2 separate regions of the Mus musculus genome follow, and region 1 is linked to region 2. Evidence: chromatin contacts called from public promoter capture Hi-C data. All regions are on one chromosome and are shown on one strand. The core of a region is the stretch at or near the end of the contact, and the rest is flanking DNA. Distances in the headings are between cores, read along the strand shown.

What was found. Capture Hi-C pulls out chosen DNA fragments and counts their contacts.
Region 1: a contact with region 2 is called in a promoter capture Hi-C map of adipose tissue. The contact joins two enhancer-like sites. A contact is called at or near these places in 1 of 484 Hi-C or Micro-C datasets (spermatogonial stem cells), 1 of 115 datasets of contacts at active chromatin or transcription factors (pancreatic cancer cells) and 2 of 9 other capture datasets (adipose tissue and liver).

Annotation. Positions count from the first base shown.
Region 1 is chr6:38,971,901-38,976,960 of GRCm38.p6, forward strand. The region is part of intron 3 of Tbxas1 (thromboxane A synthase 1, platelet); the gene reads left to right. Among named protein-coding and RNA genes, the nearest start is that of Gm52859, 8.5 kb to the left of the region's middle. Within about 2 kb of position 2,146, at least 80 of the 459 cell types and tissues checked have an H3K27ac peak or open chromatin away from gene starts, as enhancers often do. A contact at or near this core is called in adipose tissue, where this site is marked.
Region 2 is chr6:38,820,858-38,825,762 of GRCm38.p6, forward strand. All of the region lies in intron 1 of Hipk2 (homeodomain interacting protein kinase 2), which reads right to left. Among named protein-coding and RNA genes, the nearest start is that of Hipk2, 53 kb to the right of the region's middle. Within about 2 kb of position 3,089, at least 37 of the 459 cell types and tissues checked have an H3K27ac peak or open chromatin away from gene starts, as enhancers often do. A contact at or near this core is called in adipose tissue, where this site is marked.

The DNA of each region.
Region 1 (5,060 bases), core at 896-3,395, 150 kb after region 2:
CTCTCAGTTCCTTCCCCAGCACCATGTCTGCCTGTGTGTTGCCGTGCTTCCCACCAGGATGAGGGTGGTCTAAACTTCTGAAACTGTAAGCCAGCCCCAGTGGAATGTTTTCCTTTACAAGAGTTACCTTGGTCGTGGTGTCTCTTCAGAGCAATAGAACCCTAACTAAGACACTGTCCAAGGTGCATGAGAGATCTTGGTAGGAAATGATAGTACTCCCAAAACAGAGCAGGAATGGAACATGGGGTTCAGGCTGCGAGCACTAAAGCTTTTGGGGGGAGTTGGCACTTGACTGTGGCCTTGTGGGAAGCATAAGGAACAAAAGGGAAGGTGAACTCTACTTGGTAAGAACCATCAGGGAAAGTCTTGAAGACAGGAGCGGTGGGGAAGGATGCAGAAAGCTGCTGTTAAAGGAGACAGAGATGGTCCACAGCTCATCACACAATAGAGTCCTGGCTTCTAGGCTCAGGATGCTGGTGATTGTCTTTACTCAAAGCTATGGAGTTGTTTAAAGCAGGTCTTGCAGGCTGTACTCCTGACTGACGATGAGACGGGCTTGGGGGATGGCATGTCTGCGAGGATACCTACCTGTCTGCGATGGGAGGAAGACAGGAGCTGTCAGGGTCCTCTCCAGACAGGACAAAATGGTCAGACACATCTACTGTCAGTGGATGCTGGCTTTCAGGTGTCAATGCTTCCTATAGCTGAAGGAATAGCACTAGCTGTCTCTGCAGTAGATGGCAGACCATTCCCTGAGGAGACCTCTGGGAAACCCATCTCAGGATCTCCACAGCATGGAAACTGGTTGAGATGATATTTTGGCAGAAGCCTTGGCTTGAGGTCAAAGGTGGTTTGAGGATTCTATGCATCCAACTCCCCACAGTGACACTTTGTCCCTCTCGATCTAAGACTGTATGCTAGCCCCAGAGAGGAGTTACACAAGCTAGGAAGACAGTCAGGGGGTCAGTAGAAAGGGTGTCCCTTTAACTGACAACTATGTTGTTAGAACATGAGTCTTATTGTTGGACCTAGCAACTCAGAGAACAAGAGTGGTAAGTAATTCTTTTGGCTCACCAGATGCTGTAAAGGAATCCATGAACTTTGGTAGGAAAACAGAAGGGCTCTGGTTAAAGGCCAAGGAACTGGCACTTGTTTCAAATAATGGAAACCCATCAGAGCTTACAGAGAGTGCAGTGACATACTCACCTTCTGTCCCCTGAAGGTAGGTTTGGCCTTCGTGGGAATTGGCCTTGTAGAAACAGATGCCCACCCCCACCCAACCACCCACCACCCTGCTGAGAGCCACTGCAAGTAAAAGCAGCAAAGCTCAAATACAGTTGGCATGAGGGTTAGAAAGTGATTCCAGTACCTTCCACTTGTAATATGGAAATTATAGCTTCTCTCTAGCACTGAGGGGCTGCCATACCAAGAGGAGCAGCTAGCCCAGGGGCCATTAACCCAGGGGAAGCTGCTAACCCAGGGTAGCTGTGAGTCCAGGAGTCGCTGCTTAAGCCAAATGTCCAAGAGCAGCTAACTCTCATTAACTTTCTCTGGACTTCTTGGAATTTGTGAGTCGCATTCATTGCCAGAGCACACGGCCACCTTTTCCCGTGGGGCTTCCTGATATTTCTGTATCTGGCCAAGGTGAGGTGGAGGCCCTGACAGCGACTGCCGTGTAGCATCTTTTACTGCTAGGAAGTAAGGCGGCTGTTGCCAAGGCATGGATTTGTTAGATACCTGGTGTCTAGTGGTGCATGGCAGGTCCTGTCAATCATGCACATGTTCAGATCCCTTCTGCTGATGTGGGGGTGTCAGGCCTTTATCGGGAACCTGCTCATCCCCTCATGGGCACCCATAAGTTCATTTCTCATAGTCAGGGGCCATCACCGTTCACTGTCCACACTAATAGCAGCTTCATTGCTGACCAACTTCCTGCTGACCTTCACCATGACCTCAAAGTAGACATGATTTGTTCAAGGTAGCAGAGCTATTAATTACAAACAAGGCCTGGATCTGAGTCCCCAAGGCTCCAGTGCCCAAAGACACAGCACTGTCACCTCAGCCCTGACCCCTGACAGCCTCAGTAGGCCAACCCAGCAACACCCCACTTCCTACTTCTTCCAAAAAGTCACGAACACACTTCAAAATCCTGAGACATTAAAGAAACAACGACTGAGAAAAGGGGAAGTGGCCACAATTCTCTGCTTCAGATACACACCCAGTATATTTTTCTCCAGACTTGCAAGAATTTGTCAGCTGGGTGCCTGGCAGAGTATGTGCTCAATAAACACTTCTTGAATGTACTAATTAATGCTGGAGTTGACTGTTATTTATTAACAGGCCCACAGTGCTATTTTTACAAGGCACACTTCCATCTAGTTGTGGAGCCTGGGCCTTTCCATATGACTTTGAGTGACATGTCCCCACTGCTATCCCGTGAACAGCCCCATAGTTTGGTCACCTCTACCAGAGGTAGGCCTTCTGGAACAAGGCCAGGCAGCCCCCAGGCTAATGCTAACAGTCTTGCTTGTCATGATTCCCAGAAAGAAGGCACCAGTGCTATTTTGGTTAGACTGGTCAGTGGTGGTTTTGTGTGTGTGTGTGTGTTTTAAGAGAAAAATAAAAGAAAACCACCAATTAAGCAAGTCAAATAAGTGTTATTTTTAACTGCACAATACTTCATTGGTTCGCCTACATTTTCTCTTCAACCAGGTGCTTTGGGGTTGAATAAGCACATTATTATGTGCATAAATAAATATAAATGAATAATTGGTTATGAATTTCTTGCCCCTATAGTAGTCAACGTGCAACTTGGATTAGCGGGGAGTGAGCCCTCACCTCCTTCATTAGGCTGGAAAGGAGTTTCTGGTCCATTAAGCAAGAATCTGTTCTCCAACTGCACCTTTAAAAGACACAGTTAGCTGAGGGGGGGGAACGATACAGACAATATGGCTGGAATCTGCCTGGCCCCTTTGCACACCTGCTTGCTCTGGATTTCACAGACCAGGCTAGTCTGGGGAGAAAGGGAAGGTTGGCCATCTTGGAGAGACGGACACCTCTGAGGCAGGGTCAGACGGTCCTTGTCTTGGGCAAGTCTTAGTTTCCTGTTCTAGAAGTGAGTAGGATGGCTTCCTCTTCCATTTTCTTCAAAACTTAATGTGGTGGTGGAACTAGTGTAGGAGGCTCAGAGCCAGGCAGGAAGCAAGCACCAGTGCTAATGACTGTGACCACAAAGGTTCTGAGGAAGACCCACAACCTAGCCACACATCACTGACCAGTTTCATGGTTTGGGACGTTTCTTTGCACCCTATTGGCTTCACTTTCAAGAATCGTATTTCCTTCTAAATTAATAGGATTGATAGGATTAAATCAATAGGGAATTATAATAATCACCTAGATTTTACTCCCAGGTTTCAGCTGCAACATAGTCTGAAGAGTTTGTGTCTAAAACTGTCCCCCACAACAGGTGACAGGTGAGCATGGCTCCCACCTGCTGAGCACACCACCTCAGGGAGCAGGAAACAGGGGGCAGGAAAATACATACCATTCATTCTGTTTCCTTTTGCTATCACCAAACACTTCAGACTGAATGAGTTATAAAGAAGAAAGGTTTCTCCAACTCACAATACTGGAGGCAGAGAGGCTCTGACCAGATGCACATGGACATTCCACGCAGAGTCCTAAGATGATACAAAACACCACATGGTGAAAAGAGTTCACCCTGGAGATGGTGTACCAAAGTGGCCTTTATAACGGATCTGCTCTCAGTGTCACCCATTAACCCATCTATTCTTAGCCTTTGTGGTCTAATTAGCCCCTGAAGGGCCTGCCTGTATACACCTCTGAAGGCATCCCTCCCGATGAAGATTAAATACAGGGAAGGTTTTTGTGGAGACATTTAAACCAAAGTGCATACTAAAAAAAACACAGAGAGCAGATTTCTGAACTCCGTAGGGTGGGAGGGCGGCTTCCCCAGGAGAAGTGGTAAGCAGACTCATGTGGTAGAGCCATTCCAGACTCCAGAAAGGAAGGCCGCAACTCTGGAAGTAAAATACATTTTTCTCTATTTAAGATCTTGCCAGGAGCTCCTCAAACTACAGATGAGCATTTTTATAAGCATAAATTCACAAGATTACACAATTTACATGTAAAATGGGGCCAGTTTCCTCCCGAGGTTCATAAAGCAGCTCTGAGGCAATTCTAAAGGAATTGTTGCAAAATTGGTTTTAGCATTAGTAATATTACTAGAAAAATATGGAAAGACTCCCGTGGCGGCTCCTTCCACCAGAATATACAAGTATTATTTTGCTTTTTAAAAAAAAATTCAAAGGGTGTACAAAATTATTTTGATCATAAGAAACTCAATACAAATATCTTGCCAAAATATGAGTGTCTCCCAGAGTCTAACTAGTTTTCTTTTACATCTAAGGATTTGGGGAAATACAAATGGGCATTGTCCTCTGTTCATAGATCAGGGCGGGGTCCCAGTCTGTTCATTGTCCATGGCATCAGAATCCCCAGGGAGCTTGTTAAAATAAGAGGTGACTGGTCCCACTCCTGCCCAAGACTAGGGCCTGGTAGGCCTGGGTGGGGCCCATCTTTCTTTGAATGCTCCGTTCTTGGTTTTAGCCAGCTGCTAAGGTTCTCAGTGCTGTTGTGGGAGGGTGGCCCCATGTTCTTGCATCAGAATCTGAGAGCAAGTATTTATTGTAGGTTTCTGGGGCCCACCCAAGCTTGGTAGAACAGGCTTGGCTGGGAACAGGGCAATGTCTTTAAACTTCATCAAGCTCCTGAATGACTTGTAAGAAATTATCTTAAGTTTGAAAGAATTATAGATGCATGGGAATTTGCAAATAAATAAACAAGAAAAATGCACAGGGAGGTCCAGTGTCTTTTTTTCCTAGTTTACACCTTGGCGATCTACAACACATGCAGGTAAAACTATAACTAGCTATCAAAACCAGCAGGTGGAACTCAGTTCATGCACAGGGATTATTCAGATTTTATGCAATTATATTGCACATATGGGTGTGTATGCATAGAATATGTATGTATGTGTG
Region 2 (4,905 bases), core at 1,839-4,338:
TTGTGTGTGTGTGTGTTTTCATGTGTATACATGTCTGAGTATGCATGTACTAAGTGTATAGAGGCCAGAGGCTGATAACAGGTTTCTTTTTCAGTTGCCATAGTTTCAGAGAAAAGGTCTCTCTGCTGAACATGTGGCTCACCAATTCAGCAAGACTGACAGGCCAGCAAGCCCCTGAGATCTTCCTGTTTCCACTTCCCCAGTGTTTGGGTTACAGACACCTGGCTTTGTAGTGAATGCTAAGGATGGAGCTCAGGTCCTCAAGCTTATGTCACACTGAATCAGCCACCTCCTCAGCTCCATTGCCATTTCTTACAATGGCACTTAGAAGGTGAAGAGACCGCCAAGCTTTACTGATACTTAAGCATCTAGCAGCTGCTCTCTGACCCCCAGCATTGTCTAGAGTGGTTCCTTAACACCTCCCTCTTAATGCCATCCTTTGTCCCCCAATCCTCCCTCTCTTCAATGGATCCCCACCTATCTTGCCCAGAATTCTGAGGTCAGTCACATTCTGCTAGTCCCATAATCCATAGTCTCCCATTTTTTCTATAGAATTCTGTTTCTGCCATTCCCATCCCCACTTTAAGCTATTGATGATTTCTACTTTTGGGGCCAAAGTTTTTAGCTGGTATTGAACAAGGTTGTTCAAATGCATCACTGACCTAACCTTTCCCTCTGCCTCCAAGTGTGTGTGCAGGCACAAACCTCCAACTTACAAGACAGAAAGAGTAACAGTCACAGCCCCTCTTCACGCCTTCCTTCTTACCTATAAATTACGCTTCATGTACTCTTTTCTTCAATGCTCATTCTTAATCCTTCTCCTTCAACATATTCAAATATCATAGACCTGTGTTCTTAAGGTAAATAACTTCCTAATTGCCTAATCCAATGGCTCTTTCAGCCCCTATTCTCCTTAACCTCTCTGCAACATCTGATACCGCTGACCACCACTTCCTTCTTGACGTTCTTATCTGCTCTAATGTGAATCTGTAACTGCCTTCCTCCTCCCAATGGCTAATTACACAGGGGTTAAGGCAGCTCCTCTTCCTCCTTTAAAATGCTGGCACTCCTAGTATTCTGTTTCCTCTGGAAGGCATCATTCATTTAGACAGTTTAAACAGTTATCTCTATGCAGGCAACTCCCACATGCTTATCATGAGCCAAGTTCCCACTTGAATATTCCAGTAATATTATTTCTGTCTCCTACTACATTAAAATGATCTTCCAAAGCTGAACTCCTTGTCTTTCCCCTAAAACATAGCCATTTATGCTTCATTTTAACATTTCCATTCTATTAATAAAGTATTTATCTAGTTGCTTGGTTCCCAAACTGTGGACTTACCTTGATGAGTCTTCATTATCACAGCAAATAAAAGACAGTCTTGATTGATTTCGCCTTCTTTTAAAATGTCCTTTTTTAAATTAAAAGTATTTAAATAGCTATATAAGGCAACATGTCTCATTTTCAACTTTTTAATTTCTGTTCATTTTGCCACTCCCATAGCTGAAATCCTCATTACTTTTCAAAAGCAACCCTAAAGTAAATATAGGATCCTGGTCACTGGAATGAGCGCTAATGTGCCTGTATCTGGCCCGCAGATTTGTCTTACTACATAAACTTCTAAGCATTGTTCCTCTGTCCAAAAGCTTCTGGTGGCTCCTTGGTGCCCAGGAGATAAAGCTGAAGTGTTAACACACATCCTGATTCCCATTCAACCATTTAGCTTCATCTTCGACCACTGATCCTCCAGAAATCTCAACTCTAGACCGGCCTCACCCCTTTTTCTAGAATAGCATACCTCCTGCACTTGCTTCATTCACTCCCCAGTACTTTTTACCTTCTGCCATGAAGTCATTGCTTCTCTCAACTAAAGACCACGCAGTTTAGAGGCCCAATTTAACCCAAATAAAGACTTTTTTAAGACGCAAGGGAGAAGACCAGATATGGTGTACATGACTAAACTTTCAGTGATTGAAAGGCTAAGAGAGAGGATTTAAGAACTGGAGACTATTCTGGACCACCCATTAAGACCCTGACTCAACCCGGGCGTGGTAGCGCACGCCTTTTATCCCAGCACTTGGGAGGCAGAGGCAGGCGGATCTCTGAGTTTGAGGCCAGCCTGGTCTACAGAGTGAGTTCCAGGACAGCCAAGGCTACACAGAGAAACCCTGTCTCGAAAAAAACAAAAAAGGAAGAAGAGGAGGAGAAGAAGGAGCAGGGGGAGGAGGAGGAGGAGGAGGAGGAAGAAAAAAGACCCTGACTCAAAACAAATACTCTAGAATGAAAAACAATACCAAGGCAGAGGCTGTTCGGCTCCTGCGCTGGCTGGACAGTCATGCTCTGCCTGTGCTATGGCAGCATGTGCTCTGACGTCCTGGAGGCAGGTCTGGTCTTAGCCTAAACTCTCCTCTGAATCTGCCTTTACGGTGAGACTTCCCTTCTGGTTTGAAAGCTGACTCCAAGGTTCACCTGGGTACTATGACTAATATGCCTGTGTATGTCTGTATGTCTGTATGTCTGTATGTCTGTGTATGTTCACCTGGGCACTATGACTAATATGCCTGTGTATGTCTGACATGATTACTGTTTGACATGGTTATTTTGGTTTGTTATGCAACCATACTTTTCACCTACTTTTATGTCAATATTTTCCTAATACCATAGCACAAAAAGTAGTTATTCTCTACTTACTAATATCACTTAAATATTCATATAGTTACACATGCTATAAGCCAGACAAGTTCAACCTGTGGCCTGCTGGCTTCATGTGTTCCAGTACACTAATGAATTTGCTCCAACACATTTGCAAATGGCATTTTGTTACAATGTCAAAAGGTCTGATACCCTTGAAGTAATACAGAAGAGAGCAATCCTTGGCTTTAAGCTACCTATGAACAGAAGAGACTAAGCAAAATTAACATCTATCTACTTCAGCTCTGTCCTTTGACTGTCTCCTGCTTCTCACTCAAGTTACTAAGGAAAGGGAGAGTAGGAGGGGAAAAGAAGAAATAAGCTGATTACACACAGAGCTTCAGAGGCACTGGTCCCTGTCCTCAGTGTTTTAGAAGTTCTTGGTAGAGAGGCCACATTGCAGAGTGGAATTTTACAAAGGGGAAGAGGGTAGCTTATGACTTATTTGTTATTGGGATGATAGCCAAGGGTCATAAACTGTTGAAATAATCACTGGCTGCCTTGGGTGACAGATGCCCAGGATCAGCAAGGAGACCTGCATGGCTGGAACCTCTCTATACCCATCATTGTGGCCAGCAGCTGCCTCAGACTCTGGCTGGGGCTGCTGTGGTCACTGCTGAGGTCAACAGCCACTATTCCAAGAACTAGAACTAACATTTCCAACAACCTTTTTACCTTTGTTCTATGGCATGGTCCATCTTCCTGTGGATGTGGGAAGGAGAATGCTCAAACAAAATATAGCTAAAGAAAGTCACTAAGGATGATTTTTTTAAGCCCTAAAATCTTTATAAGGAACAAAACACTGGCAGTTTGTAGCTTCATTTTAAAATAATCTCACATCCATAATCAAACTTATGTCTAAACATCTCTCCTTGGAAGTCTTTTCTGGAACAACCCTTCCTGGTTAGTTTAGCTCTCTTTGTTAAGCCCACAACCCCTGCCATTCCATTTGTTCAGATCCCTAAGGCAAGGGACAGGGAAGAGGTGGGGGAGACCTGTATGTTTTCCACTCTAAAGGAAAAGCTAAATGTTTCCTCTCATTTCTTTATGGTTTGACCCCTGTACTCTTCAAGGACTACTGACCTCCTATACACACAAATAATAATAGTAATAACTTCCCCTCAGAAATGGCAGGCGCTGACTGGACATCTTCAGTTTGATCCTATATAAAATTTCAATCTCCGTGTCTCCTCTTGGGCTCTTAGAAGAAAACGTGGCTCTGACCCCTACTAGCAAGGATAGGTTTAACTCCCTGAAGGGCAGTATGGAGGACCCAGGGAATAACACAATAAATCTGCAATAATTACACCTGCTCCTTAGAGGTATAGCCCATCCAGACCTTTCTATAAAAGCCTCGGTGGCCTCTCAAGATAAAACCCTACATAATGGCTGTATATCCAGTGATTGCTGATACATAGGGTGAAGTGTCTACAAAGGAGTATTCTCACTACCATGCCTCTGGCTCTTAAGCAGGCCAAAGGCATGAGCATTGAACACATCTTTCCATATTTCTGGGCTTATGGACAAACTACCAATAAAAGAGATATACTTACAAACTCACTAGAAATGTAGCTAACTTACATCTCAACTGTATGCAATAAATTCCTCACTTCATGACAAATAAAAAGTAGTGCCTATAAACCTGATTAAAAACAGTCACACAGAATGACAGTGAACATTTTAAGTCATTCCTTATCACTACAACAAAGACAAAACTGTCTTATGTACCAAACAAACCCAGGTCCCAAAGGTTTCAAGTGCCTTTTGGTAACCTGCATGTTTAAACAATGAAGATGAACTGCTCTTTAGGTTCCCCGCAAATGCCCACTTCACATTAAAACGTATCTACAATAAACCCGGGTTTCAAAGCATCTGCCTTGTAGTCTTTTCATGGGTGCCATGGATGCCCACAAACTTCCATCACACTCGACTCCAGCCTCTGTATAAAATCATGGACCATTCTTCAGATTGTAAATTAGCAAGCACCAGTGCACATGTGGCTCTGGGAGAAGTGTCTTTGGGAGTCTGATTATCGTGGTATGCTCATCCCATTAACACATGCCCCACACAATCTCCTCACACAGGGATGAGTTGAAAGCTGTGACATCAGGTCATGGTGTGGGCTCCTGGAATAGGGGCAAAATCAGACCCTGATTTGAAGCTCAAGCCTGGACAACTCTGTGGCTCGTTGTCTTTCTTAGTCTTGAAGGTTT